Regions from separate parts of the Triticum aestivum genome. Here region 2 is linked to region 1. Evidence: chromatin contacts called from public Hi-C data. All regions are on one chromosome and are shown on one strand. Each heading gives the region's core, a stretch centred on a gene start, on an enhancer-like site or on the middle of the called end of the contact. The rest is flanking DNA. Distances are from core to core; before and after follow the strand shown. Region 1 holds the start of LOC123092124 (eukaryotic translation initiation factor 3 subunit I). Region 2 holds the start of LOC123092125 (ADP-ribosylation factor-like protein 5).

Region 1 (5,888 bases), core at 1,465-3,964:
AGTGTGCCACTCTGTCTCTTTGCCTTCCGCTGGCTGACGGGAAAGCTTCTGTGCCACCCGCTAGCTGACGGCAAAGATCTGGCTGACGGCAAACACACTCTTCGCCGTCAGCTTTTTGTATATTGATGGCAAAGACCTTCTTTGCCATCAGCTAGCTGACGACAAAAGATCTGGCTAACGGCAAAGATCCTGATTCGAGTAGTGTACCTCTAGAAATAGCAGCACATGAGTATATGACTACATATGCCAATTATGAAGAAATTGAGCTGTTGTGGCATTACCTGTTCGCCACGTTGCCAACGTTGCCTGTGTTCGCCATGACTCGATGGTCACCACGTCGGAAATGACCCTCACCTTGACATCTATCTGCAGCCAATCAACATGGTGGGTAGAGGTTAGTGGCAACAACTGAACTGATGGTCAGATCGTAGCAGCTAGCAGAATGGTCAGTTAGCTTGGTAGAATCGTACAGGTCATGGAGCCAAAAACATATGAAGCAATATAGATAAAATTCAGACTAGCGACCAATCTATCTTCAGTTCCTGGCTTTAGGACTAAAATCACCACATCGTTCTGTGAGCTCTTCAACCTAGCCGGGTGAACCTAAATGACAATAAAGTTACCTCAATACTTTGATCCAGATTGAAGAAGGTTGTACAGATCCTCTCTACAGAAACATGTGCTATTGAAGAATATGTCATTGACGATATTGTATTCCTATACACTTCCAATGGTTGTTGCTACTCCTCATACATAAGGAACATGTGGTGCTCAGTGCTATAGGAAGGAAACATTGGTGCAAATGGCATGAATACAGAATCATACAGACAACTGAGTATGAAAACCACCTTGTTGATCATGGCTTTGCCGAAGACCTGGAGCTGCCAGTTGAGAACACCATGCTCATCTCCCGTGTCCTACGAAGAAGCATAGGTCAGGGAGGCGCAGTACAACACCGAGGGCAGCCATCGGCGATGGGAGGACCCTGGAGCCTGGTGTACTGAGAGCAGTAGCGTCCTTGTCGTTGGTGGCGGCGGTGTCCAGGAAATTGCCACGGCTTCCAGGTCAACTCCTCAATCGGCGATGGGATGCAACGTTCAATTGAGTGGAGTGGGGGCGTGCACTTGTACGCCTACAACACGTCGTGGAAGCCTTGGGTTGCTCGTAGCGCCAGATCTGGGTGCCTGGAGGCATTGAGCCTGTGCGCCGCTGGGGCACCGCCGCACCAGGACGCCGATCGGCAAGAGAGAAGGGGAAGAAGTCGAGCTCCTATGAAGAATAGGGAGGCAGGGATGGGCACGGACGACGAGGACAAGGGACCTCGCCGTCAACCAGGAAGACGGCGGTGGCGGCCAACCATACTTCGTCCAGTAAGACAGCCGCGGGTGACGGGTCATCGAGACGGCGGCGGGTCGCAGGATGTGGGTGGAGTCGTGGACTCGTGGATGGAGGTTGACTGCGTGCGTGGATGGTGGTTTTCCGATTTGTATTGTCTGTTTTTGTTCTTTTTGGTTTTTTGTGCGTGAAATTTTCAATCGTGCGGGAGCGAGGGGTGAGACGAAGAGGAGGAAGCTGGTTGAAACATCACGACGTTCGATTCTCCAGATCACCCGACGGATGCGTAACAATGCCGTAATAATATTTGATTTTCCGTACATAAAGAAGACCGAAATCACTAATTAAGGAGTACTCTTGCGGAGATCACTCCAACTTCTCAGGTTGTGACAAGTGGCGTGCTGTATGTGCGCCACTTATCGCAACCTGAGAGTTTTCTTTTTTTCGTAGATCCGTTTATTAAAAACGTTTTATCTTTTAAACCGTGCGTCCAACTCTCAAACCGCTTTTGCCGTTGGATTTCTCGCATCGAGATCTTCAAAACTAGATCCTATGTTGATAGGTTTTGACGAACTTTTTTTCACGAAAAAACTAAACGAAAAAAACCGACGAAAAAACCGAACCATGAACACTGGTTTTTTCCCTTTCAGAAAGAGGCACGCCCGTGTCTCTGACGAAATCACAACCCCTCTTGCGAAAAAAACAGAAAACGCATTTTTTTCCCTTTTCGAAAGAGGAACGCCCGTGCCTCTCGCGAAAGCACAACCGCGCCTCTCGCGAAAGCAAAACCGTGCCTCTCGCGAAAGAAAAAAAACAGAAAATGTATTTTTTTCGTTTCGGAGGAGGCATGGCCGTGACTCTCGCGAAAGCACAACCGTGCCCCTCGCGGAAGCAAAACTGTGCCTTCCGCGAAAGGGAAAAAAAATAGAAAACACGTTTTTTCCGTTTCCAAGACTCGCGAAAACAAAACCGTGACTCTCGCGAAAAAAATGTGTTTTTTTCGAAAAAATTATTTTTTTTCAAAAAAAAGTTTTTGGTCGAAAAGCTAGGGAAGACCGGTGGAAAACCAAAACGTCAAAATAGACCGTTTAAAAAGCCGAAAACACGTGCAAAAAAATAAAAAAATAAAATTCGGAGGGAGCATCCAGAGCGCGACACGTGGCGAATGGCTAAGAGCGCGTCAAATGGCGCTGATCGTTGCCAGTCTTTCAAAGGAGCGCTGGTTAATTAGTTAGCTCCAAAAAAGACCCATTGTGATCGTGCTGGCGGAAATGTACGTGCGAACGTTGGGCGCATGTGTTTCAGCCCGTAGTTCTTGTTGGGCCGAAACCCAGCCCAGCCTTCGTGCTTAATACAGCCGCCTAACGGCGTAGATTTCTCACACAAAGCCTCTTGTCCAAGCGCAGCTAGGGTTTTGCTCCGCCGCAACGCACGATCTAGATCCCCACACTTCCCTAACCCTACCCAACCCTACACCTCCCGGCGGCAGCGGCAGCGTCAAGATGAGGCCTATTCTCATGAAGGGGCACGAGCGCCCGCTCACGTTCCTGAAGTACAACCGGGACGGCGACCTGCTGTTCTCATGCGCCAAAGACCACACCCCCACCGTCTGGTACGCCGACAACGGCGACCGCCTCGGCACCTACCGCGGACACAACGGCGCGGTATGGTCCTGCGATGTCTCCCGCCACTCCACGCGTCTCATCACGGGGAGCGCCGACCAGACTGCCAAGCTCTGGGACGTCAAGACGGGGAAGGAGCTCTTCACCTTCAGATTCGACGCCCCCGCGCGCTCCGTGGACTTAGCCATCGGCGACCACCTGGCGGTCATCACCACCGACAGTTTCATGGGGAATATGCCCACCGCGCAGGTCAAGCGCATCGCCGAGGACCTGCAAGACCGTACGGTTTACTCTTCTCCGCCTGGAAGTTTCTAGATGTCTAGTTGTGACGTGAATGTGGATTTTATAGTGTGCGTTTGTGGTTTGCAGAGACGGAGGAGTCAGCGCTTGTGATCTCCGGCATCACGGGGAGGATTAACAGGGCCGTGTGGGGGCCCGGCAACCGGACCATCATCACCGCCGGTGAGGATGCCACCATCCGCATCTGGGACTCTGAGGTTAGCACCCCAAGCTTGCACGTAGTCTTGTTCAGTCATGCTGGCTATTAATTCTGTGGCCTATTAGGGTGTCTGGTGCCATGTACCTGTGGCAATTTGCTCTTGGTAGGAACTTGCAACTAGTGTTGCATGATTGTCGATGTAGTGGTTGTAATGTAAAATGTTACTTGAGCTCAGTGCTTTATATTTCACACGCGACCCGAATTTCCTTGTCATGTGGTCTGATTCTGTGAGTTTCTTATAGCCAACAACTCCTTGAATTGACACAGCAAACAGTTAGTATCTGTAAATCTGGCCATATCTTGTGGCTGCTTAGTACTCTAGTCCACCTTACTAGAGTACTTTCCCTCACTAGAATGCAATTTTCTTTCCGTGGGTCTTTCATTAGAAAGAATGAAGGAACCAATAGGTTATCTCCTGCAAAGTTTACATGCCACTCTCTCGTCATTCAATGTATGTTGTACATGCCCGGTGTTTAATTAAATCAGTATGTACAATGTTGCTTTCCCATTTTGTATGATGTTGTGCATTTATGTTTTATTTTCTCTGGGATTGTAGACCGGAAAGCTGCTGAAGGAGTCAGACAAGGAGGTTGGACATCAGAAGGCAATTAGCTCACTGTCAAAATCCTTAGATTGGTCTCATTTCCTCACAGGTTCCTTGGATAAATCTGCCAAGGTGATACTTTTGGGATTGCTGCCCTGATAACCTGTTCATACTTTATTTTTTAACATATATGGTTTTTTCTGACATATCTGCTATGTCGCAGCTATGGGATGCAAGAACACTGACCCTGATAAAGACATATGTCACAGAGCGACCGGTTAATGCTGTTGACATATCTCCTACTCTTGATCATGTATGCTCCTGTATCTGTCACCTTATCTATGCCATTGTTCTTAAGTTGCTGCAAGCATTTGAGTATATAAGCTCTCTCAAAGCACATGGGGTTGTCTCTTGAATTCTTGGTCTTTTTATATGTAAAAATTGTATATTTCATGGGCAATTATGAAGTTTGGATTGACTATAAATTTGGTCCAGAATGTGCTCCTTGCAGTCAGCCTCTGGGTAATTAATGAAGTTGGATAGGATTACCGCGTATGTGCTCTGTCTTGAGTGTCACATATTTTTGTCCTGCCCATCTATTTCCTAACTTTGATTTCTTGCTCTTATTAATCAAGGCCAAGTTTGGCAAAGTGTGTAAACCATGATTCCTTTGCATATTTGTTATCTTAGTTTTTCTGCATCTGTGTTTAATGCTCATCCCATGCATTCATGATTCTGAACTAAATTGGTACATCATAATGGTCTATTTGTTATTTATTCTATGGAAACTCATTTGTATGTGTATTTATATTTTTTGAACATCATACTTTTTGCTATCCTTAGGTGGTTATTGGAGGTGGCCAAGATGCTATGAATGTTACTATGACAGATCGCCGTGCGGGTAAATTTGAGGCCAAATTTTTCCACAAGGTGAGCTAGATTCCTTTGCATATATTTACACAGATGGCTCTTTGACTTCCTATGGGAAGTTACTTTCTGTATGTGTATATATTGTCAACTTTGTAACAGGATTTTGTTGTCGATCTCAGATTTTAGAAGAAGAGATTGGTGGTGTTAAAGGACATTTTGGACCTATCAATGCATTAGCATTTAATCCTGATGGGAGGAGGTTAGTTCGTACTCTGTTTGTATTTTGATTTCTTATGTTTGTATTTTGCCTCTGCGCTTGGGTTTGTGATATGCCTCTGTTCCATTTAGATTCATGGCGATATACACTATTCTGAGTCTTTAGGATGTCGTCAAATGTTAAGAAATCAGAGCTTCATTTTGAACATTATATGTGTTCAGTAACCCTGTTTACTACTCCCTCCGTCCCAAAATTCTTGTCTTAGATTTGTCTAAATACGGATGTATCTAGTTACGTTTTAGTGTTAGATACATCCGTATCTAGACAAATCTAAGACAAGAATTTTGGGACGGAGGGAGCATTTCATGTTGATCCCTTATATTTACATTGCGCCTCTCGCGTTGGGTTTGCAATATGCCTCTGTTGCACTGAGTATGCTAAAATCTGCTCAATGATTAAGCCATGTAGATTCATGGTGATACGCTATTCTGGTCTTTAGGATTTCATCACATGTTATGAGAGCAGATCTTGTTATTGTTTTCTATTCATGTTTATTTATCTTCAATGAGAGAAGATCATGGTGAAGTAATCCTCAATCACCATTTTATTGTCTTCCATCCTAAGTCTTAAGTCATCCTCTGTATCGTAAATTCTACATGGGGATTGACTTTTGGCTTTTCACACATTGCTTGTCTTTGCTATCTGTTTGTGACATATTTTGTTTCCTTTGTTCCTGTGCCCTGCCTTCCTAATTTTTTCTGTTATGTTTTTTCCTCAACATGTAGCTCAGTGATTAGAGCC
Region 2 (5,720 bases), core at 847-3,346, 350 kb after region 1:
TGCAGGGTATAAACTTTCGAGAGCCGTGCCCGTGGTTATGTGGCAGATGGGAATTTGTTAATGTCCGGTTGTAGATAACTTGACACTTGACTTAAGTAAAATGCATCAACCGTGTGTGTAGCCGTGATGGTCTCTTTTCGGCGGAGTCCGGGAAGTGAACACGGTTTATGGGTTATGTTTGACGTAAGTAGGAGTTCAGGATCACTTCTTGATCATTGCTAGCTTCACGGCCGTTCCGCTTGCTCTCTTGTCGCTCTCATTTGCGTATGTTAGCCACCATATATGCTTAGTCGCTGCTGCAACCTCACCACTTTACCCTTTCCTTTCCCATCAAGCTTTGCTAGTCTTGATACCCATGGTAATGGGATTGCTGAGTCCTTGTGGCTCACAGATTACTACTACAATAGTTGCAGGTACAGGTTATGCGATGATCATGACGCGAGAGCGATGTTTGCTTGTTTTGGAGTTCTTCTTCTGCTTCTTCTTCGATCAGGGGATAGGTTCCAGGTCGGCAGCCTGGGCTAGCAGGGTGGATGTCGTTTGAGTTTCTGTTTGTGTTTCATCCATAGTCGGATGGTGCTCTTACGTAAGATGATGTTGTATTCGTGTGGCATTGTATGCCTTTTGTATGTATCCCCATCTATTATGTAATGTTGATGTAATGATATCCACCTTGCAAAAGCGTATCAATATGCGGTTCTATCTTTGGTGGGACCTTCGAGTCTCTTTAGGATAGTATCACATATTGGGCGTGATATGACCTTTTGTATACTCGTATTGCGTGGCAAAAATTTAGACATCGACTCGGCTGCTGGCATATATAGTTTTTTATATTAAATTAGTAATTCTGAATATGTGCCCCAAGTGGGGAAGTCCAACTCCCTTATAAGGAGGTACAAGTTGCATATGTGGCATATGTGCCAAATTCAGATAAAACCACATCTGATATGCGGGCCGGCGTGGGTGCCGGCAGAGCAGACACCGCATAACGAAACTGTAACGTCGGCAGAGCAGACACCGCATAGCGAAACTGTAACCGTTTTACAGTTTCACTATGCGGTGTCTGCTCTGCCGGCGCCCATGCCGGCCCGCAAAACCGTTTTTACATTAATTGTAAATAAGTTTTGCGGGTCGGCGATATACACGTGTGCTAGAGATGCTCTAAGGCATTGTTTGGATAGGAAGAATATACAAAACTAGATCTCTATAAACTACGAAAACTGTTTAATCGTATAAAACCTTGTTTGGCTACTCCACCTAATCCATGGATTTAGGAACTTAGTTTCCAGAAAACCAGGATTCCGGGTTTGTGGAAAAACGACTATTTGTCGTTTTTGCAAAATCGCGTTTCACAAATACTGATACAACTACTTTTCTCCACATCTCTCTCGTTCTTCAACATTTCATTGGCTCTAGTTTTGCTTCAGGAAGAGTATAAGTCGTTTGATAGCTCCATTGGTGACCACGAGACGAGCGCAACAATTTGACCTTCAGGCAGGTGATGGACTGAGCTCCGGCACCGGCATGGTCACCGCCGCGCGGCTGACCGCCATGGACGTCAGGGTGGACGGCGGCGAGCATTCTCACGAGTTATGCGGTGCCTGGGTGTGGCTGCTCCGTTCGCATCACAGACGGCCTCGGCCACCAAGGTAAACGCTCGCCGGCAGCCGCCCGCACATGCTGGAGGTGCGAGGGCAGGCGAGCCGCAACCCAGATGGAGCATGTGCAAGGAGGAAGCAACGACCTCGGTGCCATGGAAAGAGCCATAGCCGGTCGATAGCACGCACAGCCTTGCGGGCCGACTGGAGGCGAGCAGTAGCCTGGGCGGAGGAAGAACCATATCTGGAGTTTGGTCATGTACTCTCGTCAATGGACGATAGGGGAAGAAGGAGAAGGTCACGGGCTCACGGGTTGACAGCAAAAGAAAAATAAGAGTTGGCTATCCAAACAATGAACTGTACCAGCCCGGTTATATTTTTTGCTAACCCAAACAAAGTTTTCTATAAACTCGTTAACCATAAAAAATATTGTAAAACTGGTTTTGTGAAAATTCAGCTAAAAACTCGTACTATATATACCCATGGATAAAATTCACTATCCAAACAACGCCTAAGGGACGGCAAATCCTGCTGTTTCACACAAAAACAAAGAAAACCCCCGAGTTTCTGTCTTGGTTCGGTACAGCCCGGCTGTGGCACGCACGGACGGCAGGTGGCGCGACGACACCTTTTCCTTCTTCCTTCTCGCTTTCCTCCACGAATCCGATTCAATCTCCTCTCTGTCCCCTCGTAGATCCGATCACCAGCGAGGTTCAGATTTGAGGGAGGGGAAGGATGGGGGCTTGGATGTCCCGGGTCTGGTTTCTCATGTTCCCGGCCAAGGAGTACAAGATCGTGGTCGTGGGGCTCGACAACGCCGGAAAGACCACCTCGCTCTACAAGCTCCACCTCGGCGAGGCGGTCACCGCCGCGCCCACCATCGGCAGCAACGTCGAGGAGGTCGTGTTCAAGAATATACGCTTCGAGGTCAGCGCTCCAGCCCCTCCCTTTTCTCCCGGTCTGGATGCTAGAATCCGAATTTGCGCGGCTAGATTTGCTGTTGCCAGTATACTCAGATCCTGCTTCTTGCTCCATGGTTCGTGTGCTCAGAAAGCATGACATATCATGCATCCGGCGCTGTATGTTTTTTCCTTGAGATTAAAGATCTGGTCTCGGGAAGAGGGTTAGGAGATACAAAAGAGTTATTTGTTTCTTCCTTGAGAAGTTCTAGCAGCGATGAGCAGCAGGCGATCTTGGTTGCCTCTGTAGGTCTGTGTACGTTCATAGCTCCATGGGCATGTGAACACTTTAGCGAAATTGCAGATAATGAATTCCTTGCTGTTAGATATATTGAGTAGCTTAGATTTGCCTATCTTACATGTCACTATGCTGACTTGCTGAGGATGGTACATACCACGTACCTCCATCCAGACTAGTAGTAAAAGGAGGACCTTCTACCTATAGCAGGAACTTTTTGATCTACTTTCATAGTTTGTTTCTGAACATGTCTGAGCACCCATATTTTGCCCTACTAATAAATTGTTCAAGTTCGGAACAGACATGCCAATAAGGAAATGATCCAATTGGATATGAAAAAGAAAGTCAAGCTTGTTGTACATATGCAAAATTTAACACAATAGTGGAACTGTCTCACATATATACATTAGTTGCCTACTAGTTTTCTGGCCATGTCCAGAAAATTGAAATTTATTTAGATGTTGTCAAACCTTTGGTATGCCCATTTCCAATTGCACATTGGTGCCAGTATTGACCAAAACAATGGCTATCAGATTCTAGCAGGATTGGCCTGGGCACCAACTGTTGTGTCAAACCCAGTCTACAGGATTGAACACAGCTGCCGTTGCTTAAGCTAGGCTTTCTCCAGTCCAAAAGCCTGAGGTAGCTAAGTAACGTGAGGCTTTCTCTGGTTAGAAAGGAGCTGAGTAGTGGACGATGAGTAGTAGTAGTCTTTCTCCAGTAAAAAGCCTAAGGTGGAGAACTAGTATTAGACTTTATCTAGTCAAAAAGGCTGAGCTGAATTATACTACAGCTCATATAGTACAGCCTCAAGTTTGCAAGCATCCTTATAAAAGGGCATATGCACCTCTGTTGTAAATCACTCCTCCGAGCAATAGCAAAACAACAAGCCAGTTTCTTCTACTAGTGCTAGTGCGTGAGCTCCTCACTTCATGTGTGTGTGCGGCAGCAGCTTGTGTGCAAACTGAAACTCTTGCTAGTTCTCCTCTGTTAAGTGTACAAGTGAGAGCTAGTTACTAGTAGTTTGGGCTAACAATTGGCATCAGAGCTTCAGGTCATGCCGAAGCATATGCCGAAAGGAGGCGTCGCCGACGACGGTTCCAAGACCGCCGAGCAGAGCTCGGCTGAGGAGACCCGTGCGACGGATGTGCTCGCGCTGCGAGGCAGGGCGGGAGGTGAGCTGGGTGCGGCACGCTCCGTGCGAGACGTGGGCATGTCCAGTGCCTCCTTCCCTCTCCTCACGCGGACCAACTACCCCAGTTGGTCCGTCCTGATGAAAGTCATCATGGAGGCGCGGCATATGTGGAAAGCCGTGGAAACCGGCGATGTCGAGTACGAGGAGGACCGGTTGTCGATGGAGGCAGTCTTGCGCTCCATCCCACCGGAGATGGTGCTCACCCTTGGCGCCAAGGAGACGGCCAAGGAAGCATGGGACACCATCAAGACTCTGCGCATCGGCGTGGAGCGTGTACGGGAGTTGAAGGCCCAGACCTTGCGCCTCCAGTATGAGGAGATCCGGTTCAAGGCCGGTGAACAAGTCGACGACTTCGCCTTGTGGCTGCAAGGTCTCGTCAACGAGCTCGCAACGCTCGGAGATCACATTGACAACAAGATGGTGATTCTCAAGTTTCTTCGCGTCGTCCCCAGGCAGTACAAGCAACTGGCCTGGTCCATTGAGAGCCTGGTGGATCTCTCCACCATGACGATCGAGGAGCTGGTAGGGCGACTCAAGGTCGTCGAGGAGCGTGGAGACGAAGCCAACAACCGTGCCGGCGGCGAACTACTGCTCACCTGGAGCAGTGGGATGCACGCCTTCAGCAGCGCGGCCATGACGGCTCTTCCGGCAGTGGGGGAGGCGCCCCCACGGGAAGCAGAGGTCGCGGCAGAGGCGGAGGCCGCACCCAGAGAGGTGACGGCAACCGCGGTCGCAAGCCAAGCCGGGCAGGGCGAGGTGCTGGCAACAGTGGCAAGTGCTGCTACTGCGACATGCCGGGTCACTGGATCCAGGATTGCCACAAGAGGAAAGCCGATGAGGCAGCCGCGGCAACAGCAAACCTCGTCCAGGCTGACGTGGATGGCGGGCCGGCAATGATGCCGGCAAGAGTCGAGCCTGTGCAGGAGAGCTCAACGTCTCTCGCGACCACGGCCCCGACAACCACCCATTCCGTGCAGGAGGCACGAAACCCGTCCACGGGAACCATCACTCCAGTGAAAGGCCACACCTCGACAACGACGTTCTCGGGGCCTGTCGACTGGGAGGCGATGAAGGCTCGGGTGTGGGGGAGCCACACCCCGGCGACGGTGTCCCCGATGACCTCGGGACCCGACGAGGTCACGCAAGTTGGCGCGACAACGATGCATATGGCGGACCATGCTCCGACCATGATGCTGGCGACCATCGACTCCGTGCAGGAGCGCACGGACACTCAGGCCAGCCACACCCCGACAACAAAGTGTTCGGGGTCCACCGTGTTGACGGGAGATGGCTCCCTGACAACGGTGTGTGCGTGCGGCTACGTCTTCCTCAACGAGGAGAGAGCCGTGACCACACCCACGCTTGCAGGCGGCAAGCAAAGTGAGGGTAGTTTCCTGACACCGGCGCCACGAACCACATGACTGGTTCGGTCGACGCGTTCGCGAAGCTAGACCGCTCAATCACCGGGAAGGTGCGGTTCGCGGACGGATATGTGGTGGAGATCCACGGGCGCGGGACCGTCGTCTTCGCCGACAAAAGGGGTGATCACAGGGCGTTTACGGACGTCTACTTCATCCCGGCGCTCAAGAGCAACGTCGTGAGTGCCGGACAACTCGACGAGGGCTGGTTCGACATCGGCATCCGCCGCGGTGTTCTCACCGTGCGCGACCAGCAGAAGAGGCTGCTCATCGAGGTAACCCGCTCGGCAAACCGCCTCTACAAGCTCTTCT

What was found. A called contact is a pair of places that touch in the nucleus more often than the background predicts.
Region 2: a Hi-C map of leaf shows a contact between it and region 1, with 6 times the contacts expected there. The contact joins the promoter of LOC123092125 here to the promoter of LOC123092124 in region 1. A contact is called at or near these places in 2 of 5 Hi-C or Micro-C datasets (both in leaf).

The regions. Positions count from the first base shown.
Region 1 is chr4B:340,023,078-340,028,965 of IWGSC CS RefSeq v2.1, forward strand. LOC123092124 (eukaryotic translation initiation factor 3 subunit I) reads left to right here and starts at 2,715. Exons shown (of 8, transcript XM_044513805.1): 1 at 2,715-3,237; 2 at 3,327-3,454; 3 at 4,013-4,132; 4 at 4,224-4,313; 5 at 4,844-4,930; 6 at 5,050-5,129. The coding sequence starts at 2,838. It overlaps LOC123095303 (small nucleolar RNA U54), which reads left to right and starts at 5,533; the gene lies at 5,533-5,611. LOC123095300 (small nucleolar RNA U54) reads left to right here and starts at 5,871; the gene lies at 5,871-5,888.
Region 2 is chr4B:340,372,268-340,377,987 of IWGSC CS RefSeq v2.1, forward strand. It overlaps LOC123092125 (ADP-ribosylation factor-like protein 5), which reads left to right and starts at 2,097. Exons shown (of 3, transcript XM_044513806.1): 1 at 2,097-2,211; 2 at 2,293-2,525. The coding sequence starts at 2,334.